2 separate regions of the Muntiacus reevesi genome follow, and region 1 is linked to region 2. A link is a contact called in public Hi-C data. All regions are on one chromosome and are shown on one strand. The core of a region is the stretch at or near the end of the contact, and the rest is flanking DNA. Distances in the headings are between cores, read along the strand shown. Region 1 holds the start of UBE2Q1 (ubiquitin conjugating enzyme E2 Q1). Region 2 holds the start of PMVK (phosphomevalonate kinase).

Region 1 (3,496 bases), core at 834-3,333, 360 kb after region 2:
TCAGTGGAAGGCAGAGAGGGGTGAGGCATGGACTTTGGAGACATGCTCAGGAACTCTGCTTACTAGCTGTAAATCCTTGGGTAATCCCTCCTTTTCCTGATTGTAGGACAGGGATAAAAATGCTTCCCTTATAATACTGTTGGGAAGGGAAGGGTAGTGTTTAGAAAGATTTGCAGAATACCCTGACTTAGGAAGTGTTCAATAAACGGGACTTGTAAAAAAAATTGATTTAGTTGATTTACAATACTGTGTTAGTTTCAGATGTACAACAAAATGACTCAGTTACACTCGTCTTTTGGTGTTATCTTTTTGACCTTTTATACTGTTCATGAGGTCCTCACCGCAAGTATACTCAGGTGGTTTGCCACTCCCTGAGGAATTGGTTTGAGGGCATAAGAGAGGGTGTCAGAGAATAAGATGGCTGGATGCCATGACCCATGCAATGGACATGAACTTGGGCAAACTCCTGGGCAAACTCCAGGAGATGGTGAGGGACAGGGAGGCCTGGCTTGCTGCAGTCCATGGGTCACTACGAGTCAGACACAACTGGGCGACTGAACATGTATATATTGGGCTGGCCAAAAAGTTCGTTCAGGTTTCTCCATACAATGTTACAGAAAAACTCCAGCGAACATTTTGGCCAACCCAATTTTTTTCCCCCATCATTTTCTATTACAGGTTAACACGAGATACTGAATATACTTCAATTAACAGGAATTCTTAGCACAGCCTTTTATGCTGCCAATTTGCACATTCATAAAAGTGACATGTAGCTAACTGTCCAATCTCCCAAAAGGAGATAAATCATCTTTGAATACCCGGAACCCAATTTAGCCAATGAAGGCCTTTACCAACCTCCACTGACAACATAAATGAGTAGCCCAGAACAAAGCATCAAGGTGCACAGTTAAGTTCCCACAACGACTAACTCATTTTAGTCCAAGTGAAAGGAGAAGGTAGCAATCCGGCCAGCTGCTCAAGTGCCGAGTTGGCTCAGTAGAACCCATCAGGCCCTACCTGGGCTAACACCTGCCCTTGGAAGAGGAACGCCAACTACGGGTCTCTGGAATCTCAGCCAGCTTTGTCCTTTGTGATAGTGCCACCTAGCGAGGCCCTGGAAGCACTGCCGCCTACACCGGCTATGCCAGGACCACTGCGACAAGTCCAACAGACTTTGGACTGGGATTGTGGTCTCCTTTCATTTTATTGCCGGGTTAAAGGTTTAGACTAGTGACGTCCTCCTTCCATGACCCTGCAGAGGAAGCTTGTGTTGTCCCTCCCCGACCCACGTTCAGACCCAAAGGGACTGATAAGCGCGAAGAGTCAGCTATCGACTACCCGTCGTGCAGCATTGACCAGCGATCACTCTGCGACCTCCTCGCATCCACCCCTCGGGAGCAGGCAAAGCAAGCATTAGCATCCTCATCAAAATCACTGCACAGATGAGAAAACTCAGGGAAGGTGGTTAACCCAAGGTCACAAAACATCCGGGATGACAACCCAAGCCTCCTGTAACCGGGTCCCCGGCTCCTTCCCCAATCACACGCCCCTCCACATTTCAGGGTGGCCCCAAGGGAACAGAGCCTCGGGGACCGTGCGCCAAGGACAGGCGTGTGGGTGCAGGATAGAGATGATACAGAGGCGACCGCAGCCCTCCCTCTTTCTTCTCTGCTCACTGAGAGCCCTACATGTTCACCACGGCTCCGGGTGGGGGAAGAAGGGCCCAGAGCAGGAAACACAGTCCCGCGCAGGTAGCCCCTGGGAGCACGCGGCGCCGGGTCACGTGAGAGAGGCTCGCCGGTGAGGGCTCTAGCACGCACGCACGCCGTACGTAAACACGTACTGAGACGCTGAAGGCGGCGAGCCCGAAGCCCCGGGTCACATGTGGAGGGTGGTTGTACAGAACAAGGGGGCGGGAAGGAGAGAGGTGTCACGTGAAGGAGGTCGGAGCAGTGAGATCACGTGACGGGGACGGAGGCGGGGCCGCCGAAGAGGAGGAGGAGGAGGGGCGCGCGGCTTCCGGCGGTGGGGGGGGCCGGCGAGCGGAGGGGGGGGCCCTGTCCCGGAGGTGGCGGCGGCGCCATCTTGGCGAAGGGGGGATCAGGAAGTGCGGACCGCGGCGGCGGCGGCGGCGGCGGCGGAGCCCGGAGCGGAGGCCGGAGGCTCCCGGCCCGCCGGCCCCGGAGCGGAGCGGAGCGGAGGATGCAGCAGCCGCAGCCGCAGGGGCAGCAGCAGCCGGGGCCGGGGCAGCAGCTGGGGGGCCAGGGGGCGGCGCCGGGGGCCGGGGGCGGCCCGGGGGGGGGCCCGGGGCCGGGGCCCTGCCTGAGGCGGGAGCTGAAGCTGCTCGAGTCCATCTTCCACCGCGGCCACGAGCGCTTCCGCATTGCCAGCGCCTGCCTGGACGAGCTGAGCTGCGAGTTCCTGCTGGCTGGGGCCGGAGGGGCCGGGGCGGGGGCCGCGCCCGGACAGCATCTCCCCTCACGGGGGTCGGTGCCTGGGGATCCCGTCCGCATCCACTGCAACATCACGGTGAGGACCCCCTCGCGTGCGTGTCTCTGGAGTCCTCTTGTCTGGGACTCGGAATCACCCCACACAGCTTTTTGGTCTCGAAAGACCTGGGAGGCCGAATCCCCTCTCGGGGTTCGGCTCTTTTTCTTCAGGTTGCACTTGTTTCTGACGCTTGAGATTCTGCCATGCACCCAGAATCTCTGCCCTTCCATAGTCAGGGACACCCTGACATATGGCGCCTCGACTGCCCCTTTCTATTACCCACCCACATCGCAAGGTTCATCATTTTGGCTCATTTTGGTTACTTCACGACTTTTCTTGACACCTGGGAATGGCCCTCTTCCCCGCGGCCCCCTCACCCCGCAAGGTTCCAAGCCTCTTCATTGACTTCAGCTGGAAGGACCTGGCTTGGAATTCTGTAGATTTCAGAGATTTCCCCCTTCTCAGCAGTACCTTTCATTTAGGACGTTGCCACCTGTGAGATCCCTCCCAGGTGTGTCATTCAGCCCTTCTTCCTCTCTGAATTTTACCGGTGATAGTTTGCGATTCACCGACTCCTTTGCTTCCTCTCCTTTGGATTGCCTTTTATTCTGGTGTAACCTCTAACTCTCCTCCTTTTGCCCCAGCTGGTAGCTGCCACTCCCATCCTGTTCCCTATGGATATCTCCAGTTGCCCTGGGTTGTTACCTTTCCTGATAATGATGGTGATGTGCAAGGGCAATCTCATTTGTTCTGAGTGGTAACAGTTCCTTTTCTCCCAGTGAGCATCATTCCATCCTAGGTGTGCAGGGCTGGGAAGCACCTTACAGGTCTTCTACCTAGGCTATCCTCAAACATTCTGTGAATAGGGTTGGCGTCTGGTAATCTGGGAATACCTGATACTGTGTGGTATGGCACTTAAAATAATTGATACCACCTAGTGTGGTAGTGTTGACCCTGCTGGGAGCACCGGGTACCGAGCCAGGGGACAGTACTTTATCCAGGCAGG
Region 2 (3,905 bases), core at 1,268-3,767:
GGGAGGAACGGCCCGGAAGCTGAAATGGAGTGGGAGGAAGGCTCCAGACACAAGTTTATGGATGCTTAGCTCTGAGGCTGCCCCTGGGAGGGTAGTAGGGGACAGCGAGGTTCCGCCAAGGCAGGGAGCAGGAGGGAGCCACTGAGAAGAGACTGGGGTTTGGGGGATATATTCTAATCACTGGGCCTTCCAGGGAGCTTCATTCTGGGAAGGGTTGGGGGAAGGAGCAGGGGTGTGGTTGGGTCAGGTGATGGAGGAGACTCTGGGAGGTCTGACTTCTCAGGGGTGACTCAGGAGGGCAGGAGCATGAGTGCAGTTAATCCTTTTTAGTCTCTGCTGGCAGAGGTGGGCCTGGTGCTTTTGGTGAACTCCCAGAGAAACTTGTTGAAGGTGACCTGGGAAATCTGCTCCTGCATTGGATCGTAAACTCTGAAACTGAGACTTCCTTGGTGGTCCAGAGACTAAGACTCAGCTCCCAATGCAGGGGGTCCAGGTTCCATCCCTGGTCAGGGAACTACATCCCACATGTCATAATACAGGCCCAGTGCAGCCAAATAAGGAAATTTCAAAAAGAAAAATGAACTCTGAAATCACACATGGCTCAGAATAAATAACAACTCCATATTTGAATTCTTTCTTGTTTACTTATTTATCTTTGGCTGCTCTGGGTCATTGCTGTGCCAGGGCCTTCACTAGTTGCAGCAAGCAGCGTGGGCTACTCTGTTGCCACGCACAGGCTTCTCATTGTGGTGGTTTCTCTTGTTGCAGAGCACAGGCTCTAGGTGTGAGGGCTTCTGTAGTTGTAGCGCTCTGCCTCAGTAGTTGCAGAGTGCAGGCTCTAGGGCTTTTAATGGTTGTGGCACACAAGCTCAGTAGTTGTGGCTTGTGGGCACAAGCTGTTGCTGTGTGGCATGTGGAATCTTCCTGGACCAGGGATTGAACCTATGTCCCCAGAATTGGCAGGCAGATTCTTATGCACTGAGCCACCAGGGAAGTCCAGCGATTCCATATTTAGGTTGTTCAGTTGCTCAGTTGTGTCCAACTCTTTTCAACCCCATGGACTGTAGCATAGCAGGCTTCCCTGTCCTTCACCATCTCCTGGAGCTTGCTCAAACTTACGTCATTGAGTTGGTGATGCCATCCAACCATCTAATCCTCTGTTGTCCTCATCTCCTCCTGACTTCAGTCTTTCCCAGCATCAAGGTCTTTTCCAATGAGTCGGCTCTTCGCATCTGGCACTTAATAATAAATGAAGCATTTTTATTGTATTTTATCATATATCTTCCTCATTTCCTTCTTAACACAACCCTGTGAGATGGGAACTCACAGTGACTTGCTGAAGGTCACATTCCTACCAAGTGCTAGGACGCCAAAGCTGGGATTACAGTTCCACTGTAGGCTTCCTTCGAAGTGCATGCAAATGTGCAGTGCTTTCAGGGTTTCTTACAAGAAAAAAAAAAAAAAAAAAATCTTCCCAAAGTCCATTCTTTTTGTATCTTACCACTGATCATTTTATTTTCCTTAGCTGCTTCTGTGCCATCTTTTCCATGTTCAGAGAATTAACAGTTTCTCCCAAAGGAGATCTTCACACCTCACTTCTCTTTACATGATAGCATGTAAAACAGAAGCAGTAATGGGTTGCAGGCTGTTTTGACAAATTCAGAGAGATACAGGGCAGCGAGCCATAGCTAAAGACAACTCCACTTCCTTAACTGGGGCTGGCTGGCAGCTGCTGTGGGCAGAGTCAGAGCTGAGAATTCAGGGTAGAGACAGATCACTGCCCCTTATTTTGCCCCTTGAACTCCTGGTTGAGAGCTGGACTCCAGATGAAACTAGATAATCTATCTAGTCCAGGAGTGGCTTCAAAAAACCTTTTAAACTTACTTTATTCCAGGCTCTCTGGCTTCAGAAAACTTTTGGAGAGGAAGTCGCGGCTAGAAAACCGACGTGAGTTTTCTTTCCTGGCTTAAAGGGTCAAACTGCAGTAGCCTCGCTGACTGTAAAACCCATTTAACAATAAAATAAAGCATGTTTGACTAAGTTCCTCCCCCCAGCAGACGTCACAAAACACGCCGCTCGCGACCTCGCCTTATTTCACATCCAGAAACACCTATTTTTCACTGTGGGGGGCATATACGGATTTGCTTTAGCACATGCATTAAAATGCACAGATAAACAGGTAGTTCTGAAAGCTTTCACAATATGAAAAGTTTATTCTTTTTTGGGTGTGTTGGTAGGATTGTGTGGAAGGCAATGTGAGGTTCACTTAGGAAATTTTAAGACGTCACCACCCTCGGAAGAGAATAGTTGCGTCCAACTCCCGCCTCCACACGTGTCACGCGTGTCAGCTAAGAAGGCGGGGCCGTGACGTCAGGTGGTGGGCGGGTTGGACTGTTCCAAATGAGTTCTGCTGGGGAGCTTCTTTAAGGGAGAAGGCTGCCCTAGGAATTAACATTCTTTCTCTCCATATTCCACTTGCGCAGGCTTTAATTTAAAGCCACGGAAGCACATGTACGGGCTGTCTGTCCTCTCCACGGCCATGAAGAAGACGGGGAGGGGCGGAACCCCTCCTTGTTGCCACTCCACCGAGTGGCCGCGTCCATTCTGTGCCGGTGGTCGGATTTAAGGAGTAGGGAAAAGTTAGCTTTAGGGATCGCAGAGCGTGGTGACCCCCATGGCCCCGCTCGGAGGCGTACCGGGGCTGGTGCTGCTGTTCAGCGGGAAGAGGAAATCCGGGAAGGACTTCGTGACCGAGGCGCTTCAGAGCAGGTGTCCGTGGGGTGGGGAAGGAGGAGGACCGCGAGACCCCGAATCACGTGACACGAGCGGTGTGTTGGGGTGTGATGGAGTGAGCTTTGGAGTTGGGGTCCTCAGGTTGTAGGGCAGAAGGAGCACTGGGTGGCCAGAAGTGGAGGATTGTCGCCGTCAGGAAAAACAGCAGTATACACACGCCCACCTCAAAGAACCAGGCGGCCTCCTCTCCAAAGAGAGGTGGTAAGCTCTAGATCTTTCGAGGAGTATTAGTCAACAGTTGCTACCAAAGCGCTTTTTATACACCATTCCTAATCCTCCTGACAGTATTGCGAGGTAATGTACAGAAGAAGAAACTGAGTCACAAATAAAGGATTTGCCTCAGACTACACCCCAGTTGTATCTGACTCCACAGACACTCCTTACCTAGCACTCCACCTCGTTTATGGGATTTATTGAGCCTTTATTGTATGCCAGATACCGTTGTTAGGTACTGTGTGGTAATTTTAGTCAGTATCTTCATTTTGCACATGCAGAAAAGGAGACTCTGAAAAGTTCAAAAGACAAACAACACCCAAACCTTCCAGGAACATAAAGTAGTTGGTAGATACAGGACTCAAATTCAGCTTTTGTCTAGCTCTAAGGAATGGGTTCGTTTTGCTTTCCCCATTTGCTTCTTTAATACATTTTTGTTCAAGTGTTTTTTTTTTTTTTTGCCTCTGCCTGCATGCTTGTGAGACCTAGATCCCCAGTCAGGGATCGAATCCCGGCCCTTAGCAGTGAAAGCATGAAGTCTTAACCCCTGGGCCACCAGGGAATTTCAGCAGGTTTTCTCCCAAAGGAAGATGTTCTGTGTGGGACCATTTTTTCTGGGCTAGGAGAGCACAGAAGTCAGAGAAGGTGGAGTGGGGCTTCTCTCCTGTTGAAGGCCAGTCTGTTGAGGGTGGTAGGAGGCTGCTTTTGGTCACCATGGGGAGTCTAAGAGGTTGTAGAAAATCCAAGGCAGAGTTTGCCACTTGAATCTTTCACCACTAAGTATCTGCCACCTTTTCCCAAGTTACATTTCTCCACCCAGCACATCAATTAATTTGTGGTCAGAAGCACAGACTCGGGAATTTGACTGCTGGGATTCAAATCCTGACTCACCACTTTAT

What was found. Hi-C and Micro-C count contacts between places; a contact is called where the count stands out from the background.
Region 1: a contact with region 2 is called in a Hi-C map of muscle, with 2.4 times the contacts expected there. The contact joins the promoter of UBE2Q1 here to the promoter of PMVK in region 2. A contact is called at or near these places in 2 of 3 Hi-C or Micro-C datasets (blood and muscle).

The regions. Positions count from the first base shown.
Region 1 is chr1:78,826,841-78,830,336 of mMunRee1.1, forward strand. It overlaps UBE2Q1 (ubiquitin conjugating enzyme E2 Q1), which reads left to right and starts at 2,084. Exons shown (of 13, transcript XM_065903341.1): 1 at 2,084-2,529. The coding sequence starts at 2,203.
Region 2 is chr1:78,470,660-78,474,564 of mMunRee1.1, forward strand. PMVK (phosphomevalonate kinase) reads left to right here and starts at 2,518. Exons shown (of 5, transcript XM_065903282.1): 1 at 2,518-2,769. The coding sequence starts at 2,675.